Linked DNA regions of Danio rerio: all the other regions are linked to region 3. Evidence: chromatin contacts called from public HiChIP or PLAC-seq data. All regions are on one chromosome and are shown on one strand. Each heading gives the region's core, a stretch centred on a gene start, on an enhancer-like site or on the middle of the called end of the contact. The rest is flanking DNA. Distances are from core to core; before and after follow the strand shown.

Region 1 (4,658 bases), core at 103-2,602, 180 kb before region 3:
AATATTAAAAGCAACTTTATAGTTTTGAGTATAGAATTTGTTACATTAAATTAAATAAAAAAATAATAATACTATAAAACAAGATTATACATTGATTTAAAGTATTTGGATGATAATTAGTTTCTATTATATTATGTGATCAAAATTTTGTACTAAAAATAAAGGATTGCACAAATGATCATCTCCATAATAGGATGTGCCATATCATAAAACTTATTTTTTTATGGCAAGCATTTGTGTGTTGCATGAATAGGTTGTTTCAAATTAGATCAATCAGATAGGGTTACTAACTTTATAGTACCTATTTCCTTTAAAAAAAAAAGATATTAAAAACGCTTCTCTAGAGAAATCACAATAAATATACTTTTCACATATTTTACGAGTATTGTTTAGCCCTACTAAAAATACTACTACATTTATTCATTAATTTACATATTATTATAATATTATTTACTCATTAATTAATAAGATGTTTGTTAATGTTTGGTTTTGGCTTTTTCAGAGATAATTATATTGATATCCCGACCGTGACAGAAAAATACTGGAAATTCTCTGTAGACTGATGGCATTTCATGCTGTTCAGCCTTATCATCCTAAAATGTGAGCAAAATCCCCTGTTTTGTCATCACTTTAGACATTACGCTAGATAAACATTCAAATACTAGCTCTAAAGTGGCATTGGTGAAGTAACAATGATTTCTGCTGTTCTGACATTAGCTGCTGATGTGAATGAATGGCGGAAGAAAGTAGTTTGTCATACAATTGGGTTTTTAGACTCTGCATGTTTGATTTTCTTTTTTATATACACGATATTGCCGTCAAACTTGTATAAACACAATATCAAACCCATAGCAGTGTGATATGACTGTATATCATCACTAGTGGGACACTAAGGCACTAATTTGTATTTATTTGTTTATTTTGATCTATTTTTATTAGATTATTTTATTTATATTGAATCTAATTTGTCATATTTTTGTACTTTCTATTTCCTGTTTTGCTTTTGTGAGATTTTATTCTCATTTTATTGTTCTACTCTATTTTGTCTGTAAAAAAACATTAAAGTCCAGAGTAATATGATTAAATTAAATCACATTATCAACCATTTTGTTAAAATGAACACACTGGGTGTTGATTGATTTTATATAATTTTGTCTTTTACAATTCACAAACTTTTTTTTTTTACCAGTAAACTTCTGCAAATAATCCTCCTCTGCATTGGTGTCAGTCATTGCACAGACATGCAGTCATACATAAACTCATCACCTCGGTTTTAACTCGGTCACAACAGTCTGGCTGTCATCACACACACAGATGCACACGTCTGCGTGCTGCTTTATGACACACAGCCTGGTAGATTATCAGCATGTGTGATACGGGCTGCCGGTATCTGTGCATTAATGCAGACAAAGCACAGGCTTTCATTCACTTTCTTCCTTCCTGACTTTAAAAAACAACAGCTGCGTGTCATATCACCTAGTGTGTGTGTGTGTGTGTGTGTGTGTGTGTGTGTGTGTGTGTGTGTGTCAGTGTCAGGGTGTGTCTGCTTATATTTCATGTTCAGTTTGTTCCCTATTGTGAGTGCGATCCTGCATTGATATTTGACTCTTTAGGGTTTTCAGTCTGTATATTCTTGTATTCCTGAGAGAGACGCATCTGGCTCATCCACAGGAAGTTCAGCGGGCGCTTCCTCTGTACCTGGAGGATGTGTGTTTTTGGCTCGGCTTGAAGATATGTTGCAACGCAGTCTGGCTGTGAATGACTATAGGCTATGGTTAGATCGATCCAAGTGTGCGTGTTATTGAAACTTTTAGTCTTTTTCCCCCTTTTACATTTGTGTTATATTGCAGGGAGTCATTTAGCTGACACGTTTATCCAGAGTGATTTACAACTAAGGAATATGACAAGTAACTACTGGATTGTCATTATATAAAGGCAATGGAAGGGGTCAGAATGCAGTCAAGTGCTTTTGAAATAAATAAATGGTATGAATAATAAATTAATATGAGACGACACGGTGGCGCAGTAGGTAATGCTGCCACCTCACAGCTGGTTCGAGCCTTAGCTGGGTCAGTTGGCGTTTCTGTGTGGAGTTTGCATGCTCTCCCCACGTTTATTTGTTTATTTTTATCTATTTTTATCTGATTACTTTATTTACATTTGAGAAAATGGACAAGTGTATGAGAAATTGGACTTTTCCTTCTGTTAAACAGGAGTTGGGGAAAAATATATAGGAGGGCTAATAATTAAGACTTCAATTGTATGGCTGAAATATATATACGGCTCCTGTATATTTCCCCCAATTTCTGTTCAACTGAAGGAAGAGTTTTTTAACACATTTCTGAACATAATATTTTTAATAGGGATGCCCTGATCAGGTTTTTCCAGGGTGTTCCTTATTTTTTATTTAATTTACCTTATTTTATCATTGAACAACTTTGTTAGCAAAAACAGAGCACTTCTGTGAGGTAGCTTTAACAGTCAATTAATAAATAACATAATGCTTCACTTTTGGACTTTAGTACAACAGTTATTAAAAAAATAATAATCATAATCTTCCAATAAATCTTCTAATAAATAATAAAAACAAATAGCACTTCAACCAAAATACCCGGAAGGCATGTAAACAAAAATTAAATAAATAAAAGTGCCTCAGTGTTTGCAAAGCCAGTAATATGCTTTTAGGAACTGCACTCCTAACTCTGTTGTTACTGTTGTCACAGTATCACGTTTTACGGAATGAAAGGTCTGTTTTTCTTAATGAAAACTAACAACTCTACTTTGTCAGGTTTAAGCCTGTTTCTGTTCTCATCAAGGACACTTGCAACGCCATTAAAAGTTCTCATCAACTTTATAATACCTCCAGACCTGAGAAATACTTGTGTTTTCTGCTTCAAGCTGCTTCCATGTTTAACCATTTAACCAATAGCATCTATGCAACAAAGTGACTTCATGCTACACGCATTGCTGTTTCTGTGTGAAGTCAAGAAAGAGGTCTAACTCTGTGCCACCGCATACCTATAGTTGTGGTACAAATTATGAGAATTAACAGGGTTATTCAAAAAGAATACCACAACTTTGAAAATCTGTATTTAATCAAAGAAACATGATGGAACCTTGGATAATCAATCAATGTGAAGAGTACTTAACAAAGTTTTATATATATATATATATATATATATATATATATATATATATATATATATATATATATATAGCTAATTTCTAATAATCTCTTTTGCTAATTTCTAATAATCTCTTTTGCTAATTTCTAATAATCTCTTTTATCTTTGCCATTATGACAGTACATAATATTTTAATAGATATTTTTCAAGACTCTAGTGTTTAGCTTAAAGTGCAATTTAAAGGCTTAACTGGGTTAATTAGGCAAGTTAGTGTAATTAGGGAAGTCAAAAAATAATGATTTGTTCTATAGACAATTAAAAAACATATTGCTTAAAATCTAATAATATTGAATGTTTTATTATTATTATTATTATTAGAAACTTATTTTATTCTAGCCAAAATTAAACAAATAGGACTTACTCCAGAAAAAAAAATATTATTATAAAAATATAAATATTATAAATATTATATTATTATATTGCAACAACATGCAAATGAAAAGCCATCAGCCTTTCAATTTCTTCATAGGATTGGTGGGTTACATTAGATGAACAGCAGATTGATTTTTTTTAGCACCAGGTTAAACTTTCTGACACCTTTATGCCAATCAAATACATTCAAAAATGAATTATTTAAGAACAAGAATAGACTTGTGCTGAAAACATTTTGGCCAACAGTCTCTTTAGGTGAGGTTAATATTAAAATAAACTAAAAGTAAATGACTATAAAATGATATGGGTGTTAGACTGTTGCACTTTTTTGTGTTGTCATTATGCTTATGTTTATATAGGCCTATTGTTGTGTATGCAATGTTTGTATATTTATAACCACCTCTGAGGAATTCGGGGGTTGCAAGTCACTGGCATTGTTATTTTAGGGGTCGTGAGCTGAAAGGTTTGGGAACTCCTGTTTTAGACATCATTTGGGAAATATTTGTAAAAGAAAAAAATCTCACAGGAGGGCTAATGATTTTGACCTCAACTGTATATTAATTCTATATATAGTACTACATCCTGTGTGTGCACATCTTGCATTAAGGCAGTATATGTATGCATGTTGTAAAAATGTGTGTGTGACAGAGAGCCTCAGCTCGGCCTCACACTCAATGGCCTGATCTGAGCGGATTAGCGCAGTGCTCTTGTTTAAACAGACCTCAGAGACATCAGAGCGGCTCGGGTGAGTTGTGGGTCTCGTCTGCCCTCAGGCTGTGGAGGAGGACACTGGGGTCAAACCTACCATGGGACGGCCCATCATTTTCTCAGTTACTCTGCAAATAGAGCGTCTCTTCTCTTCTCTTCTCTTCTCTTCTCTTCTCTTCTCTTCTCTTCTCTTCTCTTCTCTTCTCTTCTCTTCTCTTCTCTTCTCTTCTCTTCTTGTCTTTTCTCTTCTTTTCTTTTCTTTTCTTTTCTTTTCTTCTCTTCACTTCTCTGCTCTTGTCTTCAATTCTTTATTTTTTCATCTATTTTATTCTCTTTTTTCTCTTATCATCTCTTCTCTTCTCTATTCTATGGTCTGTCATTATCTTGGTTGCC
Region 2 (4,477 bases), core at 1,184-3,683, 190 kb after region 3:
GGGTTTACCTTAAAAATCAACACCTTGTGATATTATTTATTCTCCATTCTGATGTATTTATGGTTTTTGTATTCACAGGACCTGCTGCTTCAGTAGAGTGTGATGGTCTGCATCCAGCTGAAGGGGAGCATCAGTCAGGTGAATGTATGTAATTAACATTGTAGAGGTCACGTGGATAGGAAAGTACTAAATGTTCATTTTAATCTTCAATCCTAGGCTGTGTTAATTGTTTGCAACACAAAGAAAAACTTGAGAGCGTCCTGCAAGAACTAAAGGTTTTACGTTCAGGTATTTATTTATTTGATCTTTTTTTATGCAATGACTTTACTGATGATATTCATTGTGAGAAAATGTTTTGTCATTTTGTCTTTTTTTATAGCTTGTAAAAACTGGGGACCACTGCATGAAAAACTAGAGTTGTGTATAAAGGAAATGAAGAGAATTTAAGTAGGTCTTCAACATTTAGAGTCATTTGTTAAATCTTCAAATCTTAATTGTTGGGATAAATGTCAAAATGTATTACGTTTAAAGTAATATAAGCTGAATTGTATACTTCTGGCTGATTCTTTCTTTTTTGTGTGTTTTTCATATTTACAGGAGTAAAAAAAAAGAAGTTTTAACCTTTCTAGCATATATTTAAATGCTTATAAAATGTGACTCGGTTTACTAATAAATTGTAATTTTTTTATGATATATTGACTGGATTGTCCTAATAAATTACAGTGCAACATTACAGTATAATTTAGTTTTGTTTATTTGTTTTTGAGGGAATGGGAGATTTGAAAGGTTAAATGATTTACATTTCCCATCATAAAATGCTTAGTTCATTGTGTCACCATGTGTATAAGTGCAATACTGCAATAATTCTAACATGCATCAAATCAATGACAATCGTCAATGGAAACAGTTTTATTGTTATTACTATTAATGAAAAACCAAATAGGATACAAATAAAAATGGCAGTTGTTTACATCATTAATATTTTGACCAGAAAATGATGGAAAATGAAACGTAATGTGGTCATATTGTTGGCTCATCAACATTTCCTGTTGTCAAGTGGTCATTTCACATCCGTCACATCCATAATGAAGCTTTTCCATTATAAATGCAAAAATGTCAAATAAAACGAAATTGATCACATTTGTTCTATGTTGAGCTAACACTTATCCTTTGGATTAGCATTATTTCTTTTGGGCTATGCAGTTTAATTCACAGATTTTCTTAGACTTGCACAGTTTACTGGTACTATGGTAGTATCGTGATACTATGGCTTCACAATACTGCCAGTGCCACTGTAGTTTGTAATCTGTAATATCGTCATTAACAATTCATAATGTTGCATGTGGAAAAGTTACTAAATGCACACACGTTTGTGTAAAAATAGACGATTTAATTTTAGTAGTCTATGAAGCCTTCTAAGGTTACAAAACTGTCGAATTTGCACTTTTTATGGTAGCCTATTGCATATTTTTTATGCTTCAGTTCAAATCTGAATCCGTTAATTTCTGCTCCTGTCAATATGATTTAATAGCTACAACACTTTGAATGACTTTGAATTTTTACCCAATAAGACTGAAAGACATTGGATGAAAAACCCAAAACAGCAACAGGAAACATTGAAAAATGCTTTTTTTGTAGCCAGTTTCATTTGGAATAATTAGTTTTTTATTTGAATGTATTTCTTTGTTGGCATGAATACATTTTAGCCGAAGAGACGTGCAAACACTTTTTTCAATAATAATGGAATTATTATTTACATTCATGTAGGCCTATTATAACATAAAATATAGTATTTCTGAATTTTTTCTTTATTTCAAGAATTTGAGTTATGAATTACAGTATTACAATACTGCTTGGTATCGCGATACTTTAGCTGGTATAGTATAATGACATGAATTAATGGTATCAAGACAACCCTTTAATTTCTATGGAGTATGTTGTTTCAAGGGAACTCACAAAGTCATATCCATAACATATGTTTATTTTCCTAATTTAAAATATAAAAAAAGTTTACAGATTAATATTTTTCTGATCCCATAACTTTGGTTGATTCTTTTGGAAAATAACAGGATATTATTGGATATTTCAATATAATGTTAATATACTTTGTGTGTTTATGTTTAGTTTTTACTGAAAATGTCACATCCATAACGCTGAATTGCTCCTATTCAGAGTTTTATAATCTGAAATCTTGAGCACACGTTTTATGTAATGATGTATTAATAAATACAAATTACAAATGGTTGTTCTTTACAGTTTTAATCTGTAAAAAAATATTAACTTAAAAAAACAATGAATATACATGAGAACAAATGCAAACTAGTTTAGTTCAATGGAACACGTTTCTCTACAATGGGCATTGTTCTTGACGTCAGAGTAACCCTACCCATGGGGGGAAAATAAAGTATTTTCCTTAAAAGGTTGGTATTTCCGGGTGACTTTAGTATCGCATGTCCTGCTCTGTTGCTCATTTCTCTCGTCTGCTCCGTGAACGCTGCTCAGCGTGTCTGCTGTCTGTCTGCGTGCGAGCCGCTGGATCTTCAGCACATCATCTCAGTAGAGGGTAAGGTCTTTAACCTTCATTCTCCTAACAGTTCCTTCTAAGTCGTCAAATGTCTGAGGTAAAGATGTAAGAAATATTTATAAACTGAACGGTCTGGGTAAGGGGTTTTGTATTAAGCGATTCGTTAACGTTGACTGTGAAGCGGAAATCCCGTATGTTTATCATCTTCCTCGTGGTAGAAATGGCGCGCGTGCTTGTAGATACTGATTATAAATGTACGCTTGTTTATAGTTATTTATTTAACGTTATTGCCGCTTTTATTTTAATAAGACTGGAGAAATAAAAATATGTCATTGACATTTAGAATGTTTTAAAAGGAATATATTTACACTGATACGCTATTTTTTCAAAATGAAATAAACTTGTCTCAGGTAACGTGTCAGTTCTTCTTTATGTGAACATGATTTCAAGCATGACATTATAGGTCAATTGTCTAAAAAAAACTATCAATACCTGTACAAATAACTAATACCATACTCCAGTAATAATATTACGTTTAAATATAACGTTACGTACTTTTTCACATAAATATAATTTCTTGCATAAATATCTGAAGCCCTGTTGAAAATTCTTGTTTAATCTTTGTGACACACGAGTAAAGAGTTTTTACAGTGAGGAATTTGGGGAATCTCTTTAATCCCCACAATTTTTGAAATTGTGCGAATGTTCAGGAAAATAAAAGCATTTATGTACATTAAATTACTGTGTATATAACCAGGCAAATTATGGTTGAATATCCATCTGTAAAACAGCAAAACTGGCAGGTGCATAAAAAACTTTAGTTGTTGTTGTTGCCTGTAGTTATTACAGGGTGTCCGCGGGGTCCTAAAAATTGATAAATTAATTTAAAGAAATTTAAGGCCCTTTAAAAATTATTAAAAAGTCTTAAATGCTATTTTAAAATATATTAAATTTTATATCAGTATGCTAAAGCTTGCCTGAATTTTGTATATAAGTTTGCTGTGTAGTTTATGAAATCAAACAAATTCTGCTAAATTAGACATCACACGGCTTCGTTTTCTGCAGTAAACCAGATAAACACTTATTCCTGCTGTTGTAAAGGCCGGATTAACATTTTTATTCAGTATATAAATACAGTTTTAGTTTAGGATTAGTTTCTTGCAATCAGTATTAACAGTCAGTAAATATATTGCAATTTAAAATGTCGCCAATTTTACTGGTTGAAACCTGAAGTGGTGATGAGGTCTTAAAATGTATGCAGAGTCTTAAAAAGGTCTTAAAATGTACTGAATTTCAATCTCTGCTCCCTGTTTTTACTATATTTTAGCCCTAAATAAAATAGACTTAGATCATCATTGAGCTCAGAATGAGTTAATGAATAAATCATCATAGGCTGAACAAATATCCTGTGATGTTTAGCAAAAAAAATATCATTGTTTAAAAAAAGACTGATCTGTGAGTGTGGTGTCAGAAAGACATTATGAAATCTCATTCATGTAAATATAGGTGTGTTATGACAGGTGCTGCATGTGCATTCCATGTTAATAGTAATCTCTAAATACCAACACCAATAGTATTTTCAGGTCAATATTTCTCTTTCACAAAGAGCACAGAAATATTGCTAAGCCCCAATTAAATTGTCACTTAAGTAAAAAAGAAAAGAAAAACATGGGCATTTAGTCATCATCTTAAACTTTTAAATGAGACTCTCAAACCAGTAAGCTTTCAATTGAGTGAAGCAGACAATCCTGTTCATGCTACCTGTGAATGGATCACATCCAACCTGTTATAGTAGCTAGTTTATTTAATCTTTGAAATGTTTTTTTCTGGTTAATCGCTCATGGCAGAGGAATGTTTAGGGCAGGACCACATCAACTGCATGACTGCTGCTGTTTCCTCTTCCAGGAGGTGTTATTTAACATAACATCTCCCAGTCTGATGTACTGGAAAATA
Region 3 (4,116 bases), core at 859-3,358:
TTAAAACAATCATGAGCTTTGATTAATCAGCCATTATTCAGTCTTTGTGTTTGTTATTAAATTAACATAAGCTGCTAAGATAAGATAAACACTGACAGATATAAATGTAACGCTATTAACCTCCCATAGCAGATAAGCATCCAAACATAGCCTCAAATTCATTCCTTAATTGCTAATGTAAATAAATGTGATGCTGACCACAATATGCTAAATAAATAGTAAGTTAATGAGTTAAATCCTGATGAATGTTAGTTGGTATAATGATATATTTTTAAAAATCTTCAGTTTCTTTTCTGCGCTATTGGAAGTAAACTTAATTATACATGATCTTTATATACAGTTGGTCAGAACTATTAGCCCCCCAATTTTTCCCCAATGTCTGTTTAATAGAGATTTTCCTCAGCACATTTCTAAACATAATAGTTTTAATAACTCGTTTCTAATAACCAATTTCTTTTATCTTTGCCATGATGGCAGTAAATAATATTTTACTAGATATTTTTCAAGACACTTTTATACAGCTTAAAGTGACATTTAAATGCTTAACTAGGTTAATTAGGTTAACTAGGCAGGTTAGGGTAATTAGGCAAGTTATTGTAAAATGATGGTTCTGTAGACTATCGAAAAAATATTTCTTAAAGGGGCCAATAATTTTGACCTTAAAATGTTTAAAAAAAAAAAAAAATTTATTCTAGCCGAATTAAAACAAATAAGACTTTCTCCAGAAGGAAAAATATTATCAAAAATGTCTTGCTTTGTTAAACATAATTTGGGAAATATTTTAAAAAAGAAGAAAAAATTAAAGGGGGCTAATAATTCTGACTTCAGATGTATATTAAGACATTTTTTAAGTTTATTTTTTGATAAGTGTGCATTGCTATACTTCATTTACACGCTTACCTTATGCTTAATTGGCTCATCAGAATGAACCGCTTATTTTAGATCAACCCATCTCTGGGAAAGAATCCTGGTGTGACTTCAGTTAATCAGTTTTCTTCAATGCAAACAATTAATTTTCAAGAGTCCAACATCCAGCTGTGTAAAACATATAATCTGATGTAAGTGGTCATCTTTTGCTACTATATTGTTTTTAAACAGGGTAAACATTTTACAAGTGACTTATTCTAAATCTTGGACCTTATTCTTGAAAGAAAACATGACCAATAAAAAAGTGTGAAGCACCAAAAGCAGCCCATATTAAAATAAGTTGTTATAATCATGTACTTTTTTTTTACAAGTGAGGCTGGAAAAGGTGTGAAGCTCATAATTATTGTGTTTTATTTTTTTATTATTCAAATGGCCAAATTCTGACCGAGGAAAGTTGTGCTGGCCAGTTTGTTAGCCTAATAAATGACAATAGTTTTTAATTTAAAACTTTTTTGTATTGATATTATGATGTAATAAATTTACATATTTTAAAAATACTGACAATACCATCGACAAGCTAATTCAGCTAAAAATAATGTAACCTAAATTCAGAGTTTATAGTTTAATAGAAAATGAGGCAAATAACTGGAAAGAGGTACACATTTTTTTTTTTTTTTTGGCAAAAAAACAAAACAAAATAAGAATCACCCCTTTCACCAAGCTGGTTACTAAAAAAACTGCTTAAACCAGCCTGCTTCAAGCTAGTCAACCAGCCTGGCTTTAGAGGGGTATTGGCTATTTCCAGGCTGGTTAGGCTGAAAAATGACCAGCTAAAACCAGTTTGACCGGCCAAAACCAGTATATGTTATATAAGTATATATTACAAGTATGTATTATATAACAAGTATATATTATTTAATAAAACATTAACTAATAATTTATGATTAATATGATGCAAAATTATATGAAAATATATAGTTTTTATTTAATAAATATTAAATATATAGTTAATTTTATTATATTTTATACACAATTAAACAATTAGTATTACCATTAAATACACATAAAGCAGTTTAAATCACATACAAATATCAAACTGATTTTAATTAAATGTAAAAAAAAGACAATATTACACAATAAAAGTATTCCTATGGACTTTTATTTTGAAGAGTGGTGTACGGATGTGGGCGTTGTATGTGGACTACTGGGAAAACGAGGAACTGGGAAGAGCGAGTACGAATTTGTGGCAGAGGTAAACAGCAGAAGTTATCGAAGAATCACAAAGCAATCCGATGTAAGTTCGGACTACAAAGCCTCGTGAAAACATGTAGACACCGACTAGACTCGCTTCAATCAAACGAACATCCACCAGAAGCGCTGGGCGTGTTCGTGTTTTGATGTGCTCGAGTCACAGGTTTTGTTCAACATTCCTCCTGGCCGACGCGACGCGGTGAGCGAGCCGCCGCACAACCGAGTAATGCTTTCACTTTTCCAGCGAGAAGATGGATGGGAAATCCAACTACAGCCGGCTACTCATCGCGCTGCTGATGATTCTGTTTTTTGGCGGAATTGTACTGCAATACATATGTTCAACATCCGACTGGCAGTTACTACACCTGGCATCATTGTCCTCGAGGCTGGGGAGTCGCGCGCCCGGAGATCGCTTGAACGGAGCCGGTGCGGGAGATCCGTACAGCTCGGAGGACGGTGCTTTGGTTCGCTTTGTGCCTCGTTTTAATTTTACCACTAAAGACCTTAGTCGCGCGGTGGATTTCCACATTAAGGGGGACGATGTTATTGTGTTCCTCCACATTCAAAAAACCGGAGGGACCACATTCGGCCGTCACCTGGTCCGCAACATCCAGCTGGAGAGGCCGTGCGAGTGCCATGCGGGCCAGAAGAAGTGTACCTGCTACCGGCCGGGCAAACGCGACACCTGGCTGTTCTCCCGCTTCTCCACCGGCTGGAGCTGCGGTCTGCACGCGGACTGGACCGAGCTCACCAACTGCGTGCCTTCCTTCATGAGCAACCGGGAGTCCCAGGAGAGACGCATGACTCCTAGGTGAGACTTATTAGTATACCAAACTAATTTAGTGTCTTAATGAGTTTAAATGCGTCTCGATAAACTAACTTGTTTCTTTTGTTGTGTTATGGTGTGTTGTATGGCGTCACGGTGCGCTTCGCCACTCCTTCCTCTCATATTGTTCTCGCTCTGAAACCTCTTAGCAAGTCAATTATGCGGAGACAAAAGGACTCCAACAGGTCAGGTTTAACCCCGGAGTGTCTGCTTTCATTCAGCGCATTCCTGCAACAGGGGACCCATCATCATAATCATTCACCCTTTCAGACACCCCGGAGGGCAGACAGCCTGCTGGCACCAGAACATCTGCCATTCTCTCAGGCCTGTCCTTTAAATAAACCCCCTGTAGCATTATGAGACCCACAGTGTTTGATAATGTTCGCATTTGGAGACTCGTGTTATATAAACCACGAGTCTCCAAATATAAAGGCTGTGCCTTAGCGCCCCTCCAGTGCTGATATACAGCCATAGCACACTGCTACAAGTGTGATATTGCGTTTAGACAACAGTTCGACGGCACAATCTTGTACATAAAAAAGAAAATCAAACACAGAGTCTAAAACTCTTGTATTAGGAGCTACTTTCTTCCAATATTCATTCACACATGCAGCTGACGTCAGAACAGCAGAAGCTGTAACTTATTTACCAAAGTCACTTTAGAGCTAGTATTTGAATGATTCTCTATAGTATAATGTGAAGCGGCGCTTCTAGTGTGTGACCCCTTAAGGTGATGACAAAAGAGCAAATTTTGCTTACATTTTAAGATTATAAGGCTGAACGTGACATTAAATGCCAACCGTCTACATAGATTTCTCACCAGACTGCTGTTGTGTTTGCGATAAGGAGGGACAAGGCTGAATCAAGTTTCTTATTCGCAGCTTCTTAGTGACTCTATCCAGTCCACCTTAAAAACCACGAGGCTTCCGTTTTTAGTTTTTTATTCGCGCTCAAGAGAACACACTGAGCAAGGGCTACTGTGCGGTTCTGGCGCCATCTTGTGAATAGACAAAGGCAACCGTTTTTGGCCACCGACAAGCTCTCAGAAACTATAAATATTTTAAAATAGGCGCTATTCTTACAAATAAATTGCTTAGTTGCAATCTAAACAACTACATTCTCGACAAAAAAAAGTACATTTTGTTGTCTAACAACAGTGATATTTGTCAAAC

Evidence for each region. HiChIP or PLAC-seq counts read pairs in DNA pulled down with a chosen protein or histone mark.
Region 1: a contact with region 3 is called in an H3K4me3 HiChIP or PLAC-seq map of embryo, with 6 times the contacts expected there. The contact joins the enhancer-like site here to the promoter of hs6st2 in region 3. A contact is called at or near these places in 9 of 18 Hi-C or Micro-C datasets (caudal fin, embryo, gastrula embryo and 2 more) and 4 of 4 datasets of contacts at active chromatin or transcription factors (caudal fin, embryo, gastrula embryo and 1 more).
Region 2: an H3K4me3 HiChIP or PLAC-seq map of gastrula embryo shows a contact between it and region 3, with 2.0 times the contacts expected there. The contact joins the promoter of slc7a3b here to the promoter of hs6st2 in region 3. A contact is called at or near these places in 2 of 18 Hi-C or Micro-C datasets (hematopoietic stem cells and skeletal muscle) and 1 of 4 datasets of contacts at active chromatin or transcription factors (gastrula embryo).

What each region holds. Positions count from the first base shown.
Region 1 is chr14:35,768,010-35,772,667 of GRCz12tu, reverse strand. All of the region lies in intron 6 of gpc3 (glypican 3), which reads left to right. Among named protein-coding and RNA genes, the nearest start is that of gpc4, 110 kb to the right of the region's middle. Within about 2 kb of position 1,352, at least 6 of the 62 cell types and tissues checked have an H3K27ac peak or open chromatin away from gene starts, as enhancers often do.
Region 2 is chr14:35,401,439-35,405,915 of GRCz12tu, reverse strand. It overlaps slc7a3b (solute carrier family 7 member 3b), which reads left to right and starts at 2,433. Exons shown (of 12, transcript XM_001342926.9): 1 at 2,433-2,563. The coding sequence starts at 2,451. si:ch211-126c2.4 reads left to right here. Exons shown (of 8, transcript XM_068213360.1): 5 at 79-138; 6 at 217-288; 7 at 380-447; 8 at 598-738. The coding sequence ends at 447.
Region 3 is chr14:35,594,246-35,598,361 of GRCz12tu, reverse strand. hs6st2 (heparan sulfate 6-O-sulfotransferase 2) reads left to right here and starts at 2,108. Exons shown (of 2, transcript NM_194421.2): 1 at 2,108-2,929. The coding sequence starts at 2,370.